2 separate regions of the Zea mays genome follow, and region 2 is linked to region 1. Evidence: chromatin contacts called from public Hi-C data. All regions are on one chromosome and are shown on one strand. The core of a region is the stretch at or near the end of the contact, and the rest is flanking DNA. Distances in the headings are between cores, read along the strand shown. Region 1 holds the start of LOC103643809 (elongation factor-like GTPase 1). Region 2 holds the start of LOC103643812.

Region 1 (7,581 bases), core at 1,918-4,417:
GAGCAGAAAACTTACACTGCGCTCCCTTAGGAACGACTTTTTTCTAGCTTCGTCAAAACTTACACCGCTCCCTTAGGAACGACTTTTTTGTAGCTTCGGTAATTTTCGAGCTTCGTAAATCTGTGAAGAAGATATATTTCACTATTACAAGGAATTAAAACTAGATCTACATTACTTGTTCTTTATTGAAAAACAAAAACTGACATATAATATAAGAAAATTTTCAAAGGTAGGATATTTCTCAATAAATGTTCTTTGATTCCGGCACAGTACTATTGACTGTGTGAGCTTCGGATTCCTCCCTGAATTCCCGTTGCTGTTGAGAGTACTGGTGCCCTTCTGGCTGCTGGCTTCGAGAATAGGTCGATTGTAGTGGTGGTGGGGGTGGTAGTTGTGGCCAAGAAGCCTGTGAATGGCTAGCCGAAGCACCAAAAGCTGCAGGATGATTGCCCACATACTCTGGTATGTAGGGAGAATGGCACGAAGCAATGTGCAATACCTGCTTCGGCTGATTCTACCGAGCTTGGGCTTCTGCTATCTCCTTTTGCTTCTGAATGGTGATTTGGCACATTCTTGTAGTATGGCCCTTATCTTCACCACAGAATAAGCAATAGATCTTTCTAGGATGATCCCCAAATCTTCCTCCAAAGCCCCTGGCGCCTCTGCCCCTTAGAACTGGTGGCCTGAAAGAGCTTTGCTGTTGCCCCGAAGATTGTGAGGGGTATTGCGACCTCTGAGGCTGACTCCCTTTGTCATCACTCTGAGTGGAATTATGGATTGACCTGACATGTCTCGGGTGGATTCTTCCTCCGAAGCCCCTGGTCATTTCCGAGAATCTGTAAGCTTCCTCCCTTCTTTGGCGGAAGTCGTTGTCAGCCCGGATGTACTCATCCATTTTCTCAAGCAGCTTCTCCAGAGTTTGTGGGGGCTTCCTAGCGAAGTACTGAGCCATAGGTCCTGGTCAAAGGCCCTTAATCATGGCCTCAATGACAATTTCATTGGGCACCGTGGGCGCTTGTGCCCTCAATCGCAAGAACCTTCGGACATACGTTTGGAGGTATTCCTCATGATCTTACGTGCATTGGAACAAGGCCTGAGCTGTGACTGGTTTTGTCTGAAAACCTTGGAAACTGGTCACCAACATGTCCTTAAGCTTCTGCCACGATGTGATGGTCCCTGGCCGAAGAGAAGAATACCATGTTTGAGCTACATTCCAGACTGTCATGACGAAGGACTTCGCCATAACTGCAGTATTTCCCCCATACGAAGATATAGTTGCTTCGTAGCTCATCAGAAACTGCTTTGGATCTAAGTGCCCATCATACATGGGAAGCTGAGGTGGCTTGTATGACGGGGGCCATGAGGTAGCCTGCAGTTCTGCTGCCAAGGGAGAAGCATCATCAAAAGTAAAGGTATCATGATTAAAATCATCATATCATCCATCTTCGTTGAACAAGCCTTCTTGACGAAGCTCCCTGTGTTGGGGCCTTCGATCTTGTTCATCTTGAACAAGATGACACACTTCTTCAGTAGCTTCGTCGATCTTCCTTTGAAGATCAGCCAGCCACGCCATCTTCTCCTTCTTCCTTTGTACTTGCTGATGGATTATTTCTATGTCCCTGATCTCTTGGTCCAACTCCTCCTCCTGGAGTGTTGGACTGGTGGCTTTCCTCTTTTGGCTTCGAGTCTCTCGGAGAGAAAGAGTTTCCTGGTTTGGGTCCAGCGGCTGCAGTGCAGCAGTTCCTGGCGCTGAAACTTTCTTCGGCGGCATGACGAAGGTCAGTGCTTGCCGAAGGTGGTCGAAAGAGTTCACCGGAGGTGGGCGCCAATGTTGGGGACTTGTTCTCAAGTACTATGAATTAAGAACAAGACAACACAAAATGTTAAGAGTTAATACCCTTCGTCTTTCGAAGCATTATTTCTCATAGGATATAATGATCTTCAGACGAAGGTGATGAAGGACATACCTTCATCATCATAGCGCATATTAATGAAAGAAGAAGTATATGCAATATAAAAGACAACATGAATAATTATATGACATTGTTAATATATTCCTCATTATCATGGATAAACAGAAACAATATTGAATTACATTTATACCTTCGACTTGACAGAAAGCAAAAGTCCAAGCGTGACGCACGAGCGAGTACAAGTCAGTGTGAACAGTACAGGGGAATTGTTCATCTATTTATATGCACAGGACGCAGCCTGTGAGAAATTACATTCATGCCCTTTATATTTACTATCGATTTATAGATGAAACTATGAGGACTAGATGGTCTTTTCCCTTTTAAGTCGGTTCCTTCTTTCCGCTATTTAGCCGAAGCTTCCTTGCGCGTAGCTTCGGAGCGACTCCAACTTTCGTCACGATCATGCTTTCCACATCGTACATGCTTTTAACCCGAGTCTGAAGGTACCTGTTTATATGTCACACTTGGAAGATATTGTTAAATCACGTTTTTGAGGACCTTTGGAGGACGAAGACCCCCAACAGGTATAATGCAGATATATTTTACACATGGACACACGAGTATAGGTTGTACACTGCACACGTCTACCCAACGAGTAGAGATTCTTGCCCATTAATATACTCATGGGTTAAAATCATTCTATACTCTCCTTTATATCAAGTATTTGGGTTTCAAGTACCCGTTAGCATCTCTACTCAAAAGGAAATAGTTTCTACGGTACGACAAAACACATTGGATTGCAAAATTTCAATTGTTTGCAAAAAGAAAAATCACTTTAAAATGAACTGAAATTGGGCAGAGCAACACAAAAGTCTTCCCCGTTGGTTAACTTAAGACTATCTATCTCACTTTATAAACAATATAGTTTATGGTATAAAACAATATTTTTATACAATTAATATACACGACCTGCTAAGCCTAAGAATATTCGCAGCTGTCCAGTTTTTTGCTTAGGAGGAGAGGCAAGGGGAGGGGTGACGGTGGCGGTGACGACACGAGAGTTTTCGTTCCCGGATTGCCAATTGTGTGCCGCTGTTTATTTTTTGTCCGACAATTGACGATCGGACGGCATGAGTATAACTTAGCCTCAGATCCAACGGTTCGCGTAGCTTACTTGTCCGGTACGAAGCAAAGTCGGCCCTATAAACACTGTCATCCTGGACCCGCTCCAAGGCCCAAACAAGCCTTTTTCTGCCTGCTTCAGACCGCTCCAAAGCTCCCCAAGCCCAAACCCTAGCCACCACGGCAATGGCGGCGGTGGAGAGGGCCGACGAGTCGGCGGCGACCGCGGCGGGTGACCCGCGCCACGTCCGCAACACGTGCATCCTCGCGCACGTGGACCACGGCAAGACCACGCTGGCCGACCACCTGGTGGCGTCTTGCGGGGACGGGCTCCTCCACCCGAAGCTCGCCGGACGGCTCCGCTTCATGGACTACCTCGACGAGGAGCAGCGGCGGGCTATCACCATGAAGTCCGCCGCCATCGCGCTCCGCTCCCGGGCCGGCCACCGCATCAGCCTCATCGACTCCCCGGGCCACATCGACTTCTGTTCCGAGGTCTCCTCCGCTGCGCGCCTTTCGGACTCGGCGCTCATTCTCGTCGACGCCGTCGAGGGGGTGCACATCCAGACGCACGCCGCGCTGCGCCAGGCCTTCATCGAGCGCCTCCGGCCCTGCCTCGTGCTCAACAAAATCGACCGCCTTATCACCGAGCTCAGCCTCACCCCCGCCGAGGCCTACGTCCGCCTCCACCGCATCGTCTCCGACGTCAACTCTATCTATTCCGCGCTCCGCTCCCACTCCTACTTCTCCCTCCTCTCCGCACTGGAGGACAACCCCTCCACAAGCTCTTCGTCCTCAGCTGAGGACCTACCGGAGGACTTTGAAGACGACGATGACAACGAGGACGCCTTCCAGCCCCTCAAGGGCAATGTCGTCTTCGCCTGTGCACTTGACGGCTGGGGCTTTCGCCCCCAACAGTTCGCCAACCTCTACGCCAGAAAGATCGGGGTCAACCCCTCTGCCTTCCTGAAAGGATTGTGGGGCCCCAGATATCTAGATAAGAAGACGGGGAAGGTTGTAGGGAAGAAAGCCATCAAGAGCTCAGACCCACAGCCAATGTTCGTGGAGTTTGTGCTAAGTGCCCTGTGGAAGATGTACGAGCTGGTGCTGAAGGATGGTGGTGAGAGTAAGGGGGTGAAGAAATTGATTGTAAACTTTGACTTGAAAATTCCCGAACGAGAGCTGAAGAACAGAGATACAAAGGCTGTGCTGCAGTCCGTCATGAGCCGGTGGCTGCCGCTGGCAGATGCTGTGATGGATATGGTGGTGGAGTGCACGCCTGATCCTGTTGCTGCTCAAGGGGTCAGGGTTGCAAGGCTTATGCCAAAGAGGGAGGTTACTCCAGAAGATGCTGCTGGATGCCCTGAGGTTGTTTCGGAGGCAGAGAGGGTGCGGAGGTGTGTTGAGGCCTGTGATGTGAGTGCTGATGCGCCAGTGGTAGTTTATGTGTCAAAGATGTTTGCTGTGCCATCTAAGATGTTGCCATTGAAGGGAGTGTATGGGGAACTATTGAACCACCAAAGTACCAGTGAGTCAGAGGAGTGCTTTATGGCATTTGCGAGGGTCTTCAGTGGCGTCCTTCATGCAGGGCAGAAGGTATTTGTGCTATCACCATTGTATGATCCAGTAAAAGGGGATACGGTTCAGAAGCATGTGCAGGAGGTGGAGCTGCAATACTTGTATGAGATGCTAGGACAAGGCCTGAAGCCAGTTGCCAGCGTGGGTGCAGGGAATGTGGTTGCAATCCAGGGTCTTGGGCAGCATATATTGAAGAGCGCCACATTGTCGTCCACCAAGAATTGCTGGCCCTTCTCGAGCATGATGTTCCAGGCGTCTCCGATGCTTAAGGTTGCAATTGAGCCCTCAAATCCAGCTGATTTAGGAGCTCTTGTTAAAGGGCTTAGGCTTCTTAACCGGGCAGACCCATTTGTTGAGTATACAGTTTCGCAGAGGGGCGAGCATGTCCTTGCTGCTGCTGGTGAGATACATTTGGAGCGGTGCATAAAGGATTTGGAGGAGAGATTTTCAAAGGTCAAATTGGTGGTCTCAGACCCCCTAGTTTCTTTTAAGGAGACAATCGAAGGGATGGGTGTCAGTTTAGTGGAGAGCTTGAAGAACCCACAGGAGTTTGTTGAGAGGACTACTCCAAATGGTAGGTGTACTGTGCGAGTCCAGGTCTTGAGGCTTCCCATTGCCCTGACTAAGGTCCTTGAGGAAAGTGAACAGTTGCTTGGTCAAATAATTGATGGGAAAACAGCAAAAAGGGATGGTGTTTTGGATCCTCGCCTTTCTCAGGAAGATGGTGATTCCGCTGCAACTCTAAGACAGCGGATGATCGATGCCATAGACAGTGAATTAGAAGCAATATCTAAGCAAGTTGATAAAGAAAAACTCGACAGGTATAGAAAGACATGGCTTGGACACCTTGAAAGAATCTGGTCACTAGGTCCTTGGCAGGTTGGTCCAAATATCCTTCTTTTGGCTGAATCAAAATCAAGTGGTGGTGCAGTAACTGTCCAGGATGGAAGGCAAGGTGTACTTGTGAGTGGTCCAGCTCATGTCTCTGAGAAATTGGGGTTTGTGAGGGATTGCGATACCAAAAATAACAACAATCTTGACAATGGTGAATATGCAACGGATGCTCCTGAATCATTGCATATAGAGTCTACAACACTAAGGAACAGCATTGTCTCAGGATTCCAGATTGCCACTAATGCTGGGCCTTTATGTGATGAACCTATGTGGGGTCTTGCGTTTATTGTTGAGCCTTACATATTTGCTGATGGCTCTGATGCTGCCAACCAATCTGATCAATACAATGTCTTCAGCGGTCAAGTAATCACTGCGGTTAAAGAAGCATGCAGAGCAGCTGTTCTTCAGAACAAGCCAAGGCTTGTTGAGGCTATGTATTTCTGTGAGTTGACCACGCCAACCGAGCAGTTAGGTGCAACTTATGCAGTTCTTGGTAAGAGGCGGGCAAGGATTCTGAAAGAAGAGATGCAAGAAGGAACCTCGTTATTTACAGTGCACGCTTACCTGCCAGTTGCGGAGAGCGTTGGATTTTCGAATCAACTTAGGAGTTTAACTGCAGGTGCAGTTAGTGCTCTCCTCGTTCTTAGCCACTGGGAAGCTATTCCTGAGGACCCCTTCTTTGTCCCAAAGACGCAGGATGAGCTCGAAGAATTCGGGGATGGTTCAAGCATTGGGCCAAACTTGGCTAAAAAGCTTATGAATTCTGTCAGACGAAGGAAAGGACTGCATGTCGAAGAGAAAGTTGTGGAGCATGGCACAAAACAGCGGACTCTCGCTAAAAAAGTGTAGTTGTTGGCCAATGGCCTCCATACAGATGCGGTAGGAAAACCACATCTCTTTTTGTCCAAGGTTCTGTCTTGGTATACTGAAACATACTCAAAATTTATATGCAGTGAAATAGCTTTCATTCAGTACGACATTGTTGTTTGAGAGAGTTGAGATGGGATATGTACGGGCGGCATTGGTGGTGCCTTGGTCTACAATATTAGAAAGATCACAGTTTGTTGTGAGGAAAACGGGGACGATTTACCAAAAAAAAAAAGCCCTTCATGATAGGTATTTTCTGGACCTTCGTATCTTGCAATACCAATGAAATAGCATAGAGCGCCCATTTTGTCCTGGGAGCAAGAGCAAACTTCGTCTATTATTGGTTTGCATGTGTACTGAGTGAGTGAGAAGCTATGTTCTTTGTAGGAAGCTATGTGTACTGAGAGTGAGAAGCTATGTTCTTTGTAGCAAGCTGTCTTGTTGCTCTAACAGGGCGACAGAACACTCGGATAAACATTTTTGTAAACCTACCCTTTGTGGAAGGGACTGTTGGAGCACAAAAAACTAACTCCCTACATGGCGTGTATAGAGTGATACTATTGAATGGCATAGAATACCTTCTACTATTGAATAGCTTTTATTTTGAGCTTGTCTTTTCTTGTTAGGGTGATTTTCATTTTGTTAATGGTTATTGGTTTGCATGATGGCTACGGCATCTTTCATAGGATCGGAGCCAACATTTTTACGGATGTGGCTCCAGTGTCTTTCGGCGCGTGGATGCACATTAGTCCGGGCTTGTTTAAGAGTCAGGGATGGCTATTCAATTTTGATATAGCAAGAGTATTTTAGACCTTTCAATCCTCTCAATGCCTTAGCGATAATCACCGCCTCCTTGAAACACACACAAGAGCCCGTTCCCGTGCACCACCGGGGGGCCGCACGAGTTTATGATGATGCCGATGGGGACAGAAGCTAGCATATATGACGTGATAGTTCATAGAACCAAACTAGTATCAGCGACGACGACGCAAAAGCTAAAAACGAAGCAGTCTGGGACTCGTTTATTCAGAACACATACCGCCATCTTTATACTAGGCTAGATGGCCTTGTTACCGCTAAGCTACTTTTGGCAGTAGTTTTGAATGAAAGCCAATCTCTTTTAGTTAGCCTTTTTTTTGCTCAAAAGAAAAATAAAACAGGCTGACGAAAAAAAAAAAGAACCCATAAGTCAGAAACAGCGCGCCCA
Region 2 (7,581 bases), core at 2,056-4,555, 390 kb before region 1:
GGCTGCACCCTTCATGGAGCCTTTCTCCAAGGGTATCGATAATGTAATATGCATCATGCTCAACCTTGAGTAGAAAAAAGTGGTCATTCCAACTTACTATGTATAAGTTAGGGCTATCACTGGATGAGAACTCTGCCGCCTGGGCAATCTCATCCCAGATGTTGTCAAATGACATGGCACCATTAAGGAAGTCAAAACCACTCATGTCATCATCGCCTTCGGGCTGGAAGAATCCGATAAAAGATTTGCTGGGGGAAACTGTCAGCGGGCGAATCTTGGCATGAAGGACAGTTTCAAGATCAAAGTGCTTGTCAGGAAAACGCTCTCTATACGTCTCATTCTCACAAAGGTTTCTCCACTCTAGTGATCCTTCACGGATAAGGCTGTCAAACTGTGACTGGATAGGCATGATATTCTGATTTGCTTGGAACCAGTCTGCAATAACAGCCACAAGTGCTGTACATGCACTCTCCCCAGCTGCTCGCTCACTTCTCTGGTCTATTGATGCAAAGAACATCTGGGATGAAAGCTTCATACGGCCATCGCGGCTAATTATCTCCTTCAACTCCCAATTTCCAATGACAAAATTGTCATCACCAAATTCTGACACCATAGTATTTGCTGATCCATCTCCTCTTGATCCCTGAAATCCAAAAATGTATTAAAAAGGGAAAAAGTGAAGCTGAAGTAAATTCCTGAAATATACTGATAGCTTTGTTTTATAATGCTAAAAATAGGAAGGAAAATTTACCTCTGAAACAGATTCATCAGATGATGTTAGCAAGCGTCGATCATTGTCAATATCATCACCTCCCTCTTCCCCATATGCCTTTTTCAACAGAGGTTCACCTTTAGCCTTCAGCGACCGTAAACTCAGTTTCCTCTTTCTCCAAGGAAGTATACTGCGCTTAGCAGTTAGCAACCCATTCTCTGTGGTTGATGGCAATACTTTCTCTACTTGGAAACCGACATCAGTTTTTCGGTTACTATAATATATCCAGTCCTCATGCTCCCCATCAATCTTTGCATGGGCATAAACTAGGCCACCAACATAGTTGACAGATTGCAGAGACCCATAACTGAAAGACTTCCTGATAGTTGAATCTCCAAATTCATCTTCCTCTACTCTGTCATCTAGATCGTCATCAAGAGACTCAGTATCACATGGATATTCAGCACCATCACTGTTAACACAAAACTTATCTTCGCCACCTGCCTGGCAAGTCTTCTTAGGCCTTCGTGTCGACACCAGATCTGTGAGAATTTTTACCTTCCTCAACCCTGCTTTAATAACCGAAACCTCATCTTTTCCTCCAGGAAAAGAATCGCCAGATGATGGGGACAATGGCAAGGTTGCAGCAGATCGCTGTGATGCATCAGATGTTTCTTGAAAAGCTCTTAATTCAACCATACTCAGAGTGAGCTGCAAAAAAAAAGATAAAAGGTCACATGGTATAGTGATTTAAGTAAAAGTTTTTTTCTAAAAAAATTGAAGGACAACTGTTAACCAGAACTTCTAGTTCACATCGTATACTCACATGAAGGGATGAGGCTCGTTCAGGTGCACCACCAGGTATAGACAACGGAAGAATTATCTCAATTGTCTCTCCAGCCGTCAATGCATAATCTGCTAGATTGAGAGAAGCAGTTCCCAGAATTGATGGTTTGTTCTTTGGGCCTTTGTTAATATCCTGTGCCGAAGAAATATGGAGAAGGAAGATGAGACTTGCTTGAAAAGATGAAATCAGCTCAAAAGAAATATACACAAAGTTGCCAAGGGATGACACCTCCAAAGCTAAAATAAAAAAACAAAATGTTCTGATTGATTTGACAAGGAAATTATCTTGTTCATATAGTACTTCGTTATTCAATGCTCATCATCACAAGGTAATATGTTATTGTCATGAAGGTAAACTTAGTCCATACTAAGAGGAAGATGGATACAGAGATTTAGTTCCTATGATTGATCGTGGACCATATGACATCAGAATCAACTCGTGTTTTTTTCGATTTCAATTGAAATGAAACGTGAGCGGATTATTTCTCCTACCAGTTTACAAGAGATTTAAAACAAATAGTACCTGAATCGTTACACAGACACAGGAAAGTTCAAGCAATTAGAAAACATTACTTAACAGAATAGATAAGTAGGACTACACACGCATCAGTATCAACCGCAAAAGGGACAAAGAAGAAGAAAAACTGGAAAGTAGAATGATAATGGGTAAACAGGATACCCTGATCAGAATTGCTTACTTAGAAATGTAGTGCCTGTTTAGACCACGGAATAGGAACTCAAATCGTTAGGAATTTAGGTCCAAATCCAGCTAGAATCCAAAAACTACAGAGAACTTTCCTTTTTCAAACACACCATGAATGGGAACAGGTAAAAAAACCATATTCTGAACACAAAATTTTACACTGGACAGAGTCAAACAAGTGAGAAATGATGCAACTAACCAACAGGGGACATCGATCGAAAACATCTAGTGATGTACAGTATATATAGTTCGGTGCATTGTTATGAGGATTATGAACAACACAGATAGTAGAAGAGAATCAAAGGAAGAGGCGCTCACGCTGAAGACGCAGAAGGCGAGCTCCCATGGGTGGAACGCGGCGCCCTCCCGCTGCGACGCGGCCGCGAGGGTGACGACGCTCTCGAACTCCTCCTCCCACGCCGCGCCGGCGTCCTCCCGTGTGCGGTTGCGCCTGACCGCGGCACGCCGCAGCGAGCCGAGCGCGGAGGCCCTGGGCCCCTTCCACCTCACCTCCGCGGCGACGGCGGCCCTGGGCTGCGCGGCGCCCGGCGGCTCGCGCTCCGGCGAGGCCGCTGTCGCGGGCGAGGGCGACGGCGAAGGCGAAGGTGAAGGAGGCGGGAGCCCCTCCGCACGCCGCACCAACAGCCGCACGCGGAACTTGCGCGCCGCCGGCGGCCGCGGCCACCGCATCATCCTCGCCACCATCAGCGGCGCCCCGGTCAACGCGCAGAGATCGGCCGGAGCCCGGGGTTTTGGGGGACAAGTATCGACGACTGAGACGGCAGGAAGCGGACAAGGGAACGAGGTTTCGGGGTCAGATCAGCGGTGGAAGCCTAGGCAGGCGTCGTCCTGAGGCTGAGAGAAGCGAGGAGGAGGAGGCGAGGCCAGCCGGACCGCTAGGTGGGAGTGGGATTGGATTTGAGGCGGAGTCGTCGGGGTGAGGAAGAGGACTGGAGGAGGCCCGCGGCGGATGCACGGGAGGAGAGAGAAGCGGAGCTCCGAAATAAATAGGAAGGTGAACGTTAGGTCGGGGGATTGTGTTGCAGGCCACTTCTTCGTCGTCTCCGTTTGGGTTTTTGTTTTGTTTTTCGCCCCCCGCCCCCCCCCCCCCCCCCCCCCCCCCCGTTATTTTTTTGGCAGTTGGGTAGCTTAGAAACTTTATTTTTTAAGAGATTTCAATTTTCAAAGAAAAATAGTTTGTTTTTTCTAAGAAAATAAGAAATCTTTAGAAAAATAGAGTTCCCAAACTAGCCCTAGAAATTTAAAAAAATAAAACAAACTCATTTTTATATCACTCTATGGCATCAAAATAACTAGGTGTCTAATTTTATAAAAGTTAAATAACATGTAAATAGTTAATCCTATTTTTATTCTCTTTGACCTTGACGTTAGATTCCACCACGTGGGACCCATAGCAGACTTTTTCTAGTACGCTGTAGTTTCGTCTCGTGTGGTTTTATTTTTCCCATTTGTCGCCCCACGATTACTACTCACTAAGTTTGCGCTTGCGCTTAAGTCAAGGTATCATTTTAGGAGCATCTTCAACTGTATCTTAAATCTTTCGGATATAGAGCTCAGCTCATAAAACCAATACCTTATACTTGTTTTTCACATCATTATGAACCTTTTGTTTAATAAATTTGTACTGTTAGCATGCTTATTTGGTGGCACGAATGTCTATATTTTTATTTTATAAATTCGGCCAAACATAAGAAAAAGGATCGGGGGAGTTTTTTGTAATTCTCGGAGATGCTCTAGTGTGGTACTGTAGTTATATTGCAAGTTGCCTGCCCGTGTCCGTAAGGCTATCCGCAACCGTTACCCCTAAATTTTTTCCCCTATATCACTTTTTCCCCCTATTTTCCTCCCTATTTTTTCATCTCCCGCAGCGGTTCCCCCTAAATACTCCCCCTATACCCCACTACCACTATAAAATATCATTTTCTATACCAACTATCAATTTTTTATCTACTAACAATTACTCGTGGACCCACAGCACAGTGTTTAGGGTGATGAACAGTGACACGCTAGATTTAGGGGGAGAGAGAAGGGGGCCAGCATGTAGGGGGCGTTGTAGGTGGCACCGCTGCGGCCGTGGAGTGCCCCCTACAGCCCCCATGCAAGGGGAGGGGGAAGGGGAGGGGGATGCGTTGCGCTAGGGATGAAAACGGGACGGATACATCCGGATATAGGGTCATCCCGTATCCTACCCTAATGTATTTCTCTCGGATACGGGACCGGATACGGGTAGTTAAGATTCGGGACGGATACAGGACGGGACCGGGTAATAATCCGGACGGGTAAGAAACGGATAACGGATACTACTCGGGTAGGTACCGGATAATTGTCGGGTAGTTCATCCGATGATATTAATTGTCCAACCATCCATAAGTTAAGCAATACATAATCATGTATATGATACATCAGATGTAAGAAAGGAAACCGGTAAAATTGACATCATGCAGTTCAAAGTTGCTTATTACAAGAACATTGTAGAACCAACACCGCAATATTTAAAATTCATAAAATATTCTAGTTCTAAAAATTTGCAAATAAGTTACAAAAACTAATAAACATTTTATATGAAGATAACTCAAGTCCTCGTATGAAAATGATAAAGTGAAGTACTGATTATATTGAAACTTGGATACTTACACTAATTTCACATGTAACTCATACAAATAAGTGAAAGTGAAAGGAAAGAAATGTGGGCATCTTATAGATCTTATGATCCAAACATTTTTTATGGTTACATATGGACATACGTTGTATCTCCGTAAAATTTCACAATTTTTTGAGGCTATTTATGTATTATTAATTTCTTGTCATAGAAAATCATCAAAATACAATTAAATCATTAAAATATTGTTTAAACAAAAACATGATGTATTACAAAGTCATAGATCTCTTCAAGCTCTACAATTTTCATATAAACTTTATCTTCATCCGATTTCATATGTAAAAGTTATGATTTTATAACTATATTATGCAGAAAAAGAAAAAACGGGTACCCGAATTCCGGGTATCCGTATCCGACCCGGGATTTTCGGGTACTGACCGGGTATTAGTGATTCCGTATCCTACCCGTATCCGAGGTTCAATATCCGGGTAATACCCGTATCCGTCCCGACAAACAAAATACCCGTATCCGTATCCGAAATTACGTCCCGTTTTGGTATCCGTATCCGATACCCGTTCCGGGTACCCGTCCCGTTTTCATCCCTACGTTGCGCACAGCCTAAGAGCTGAGAAGTATGCTGTATGCGTGTGGTGGACGCCCGTGGCCGTGTGCGCCGCGTTGTTTTTGCCGCGTCGTTTGACGGGAACGAGGATGGGATGGGACCCGCGGCAAAAGGGAAACGACCCGCTGCCGTGCGTGTTTCTCGTTCGCTGTGGTTGCGGTTGCGCGCGCCTGTGGCCGAGATGCTGTCTGCCGGCCCGCGCTATGTTCCGTTGACATTTCTCGTCACGCCGCAGGACGGCAGCAGGACCCAGCGCCGAGACAGTTATTTTTTATGAAAAAAAAAAACTAAACTGCCGCGGATAAACCCCTCCCTCGGGTCTGCTAGCTAAACAGACGAATTCCTTTGTCAGTTAACCCAGCAAGCATCAAGCAATCTCCGGGGTGCAGCTGCAGCACATGAATATTTTTACGCAGGAATCAATGGCCGATCGATGCGTCAGCAGCATCTTCTACCAGCTTGCAAACCACAGTCGAATTCCACCTGTTCGTCCGTCTCCAGCTGCGCTGCGGCCGAAGAGGACAGCCTGTGCGGTGGTTGTTCCTTTGGAACAGGAACAGATGCCCCCTTCTTGATTTTTTTTTTGTTTTTGTTTTTATAAAAGCGCGGCTCCGATTCCATCGTCCAAGCGCAACGGAGACGTTCCATTTGTCTGTCCCGGCTTCGGCAGCAAGGAGATCCCTCCGGCCGGCAGCGAGCAGTATATGATACTAATATTCGCAGGATCCGTCAATTTGTCACATGGATCGAGGGGAGGAGAGGACACAACGGAAGGTTTGCTAGGCACAGGTCCGCCGACCGACCCACACAAACACAAGAGCCAAAACGACCGTTCCAGATTGTGGCAAGGCAAACTGGTTCCGCCTGGAGGAGATGCCTTTGTTTACAAGCTCATTTCTCAACATAAAAAAGAGCTTAGAACCTTAGTACATACAGCTCAGGTGCACGATACTGTCGAGACGTTCTTCCAAGAAGACAGAGGGGGAGTCGCTTGTCGGGATGGCATTTTAACTATCAAACCTGAAACCCCGACGGGTATGGGTACGGGTGAATATTTTGACTCCCCAGATGCAACCCGCAGCCGACTCGAAGTTTCGTGAATGTGTGTGTGCGGGTTTTCTATTTCAACCCGCGCACCCGACCCAAAATTTGGTTTATTCGTTATTTTGTGCAATAATGATTAAAATACAATAGTAATTATTTTTCAAATAAGTGACTTGGCCAATGATTCAGGAAGCATTTTTGTTGCTGCTCAACGTGAGAAGACTTAAAATCCATAGATATAACTCAATTGCTGGTGGTATTTAATTGCTTATAGCTCAATTATTGCTTAAAAGTGTACAATGAGTAAAAACGCGGGTGACCCGAAACCCGATGGGTTTGGGTGCGGGTTTAGAATCGCACCCACGGGTGTGATCGCGGGTGGGTTTAGGTAGATTTCACGGGTGTGATCGCGAGTATGTTTTTGCTCCACTCGACCCAAATCCGACTCATTATCATCCCTAGTCGCTTAGCATCGATGCTACCTATTGGTACGTGCTGTCCAGGCTCCGCTGGAGACGAAGGGCCACAACAAATACACCTACAATTTTCAATGGCCACATAGACCAGAGATACAACAACTCGATCGAGATGCACATTTGCACCGGTTCATAACATCTATAGCTTAAGGTTGACCTGAATTTATACAATAGACTACAAGATGAATTTATACAATAGACCTGATTATAGATTTCTAGAAATCTGATTTTAAATGTGACCTATAAGAAAGTTGTTGCGAGCCGAAGGTTGTAGAAAAGGTAAAATATGTTTGGTTGAACAACTATCCACTATAGATTCTACAATGTAGTGTTTGGTTTCGGAGTGCGGTGGGGACAAACGAAGGCTGACTAGGCTCTGCATTAGTCATATAAGAATGAAATGCTATTGACATGTTTGGCGTATATGCCCTATTTGATGATAACAATATGTTCGATCGATCCTGTGGCTCGTGGCTTCTTGAGGAGTCAGAGTCGTGTGGGGCCAAACGAAGGCACTATATCTATACATGCTATATCTAGATTTCAATACAATAGTTA

What was found. A called contact is a pair of places that touch in the nucleus more often than the background predicts.
Region 2: a Hi-C map of tassel shows a contact between it and region 1, with 3 times the contacts expected there. The contact joins the promoter of LOC103643812 here to the promoter of LOC103643809 in region 1. A contact is called at or near these places in 7 of 25 Hi-C or Micro-C datasets (bundle sheath, ear, endosperm and 3 more).

The regions. Positions count from the first base shown.
Region 1 is chr1:266,560,776-266,568,356 of Zm-B73-REFERENCE-NAM-5.0, reverse strand. LOC103643809 (elongation factor-like GTPase 1) reads left to right here and starts at 3,167. Exons shown (of 1, transcript NM_001374610.1): 1 at 3,167-6,523. The coding sequence starts at 3,222. The coding sequence ends at 6,356.
Region 2 is chr1:266,950,183-266,957,763 of Zm-B73-REFERENCE-NAM-5.0, reverse strand. It overlaps LOC103643812, which reads right to left and starts at 3,305. Exons shown (of 4, transcript XM_008666972.4): 1 at 2,580-3,305; 2 at 1,539-1,691; 3 at 752-1,423; 4 at 1-643. The coding sequence starts at 2,966.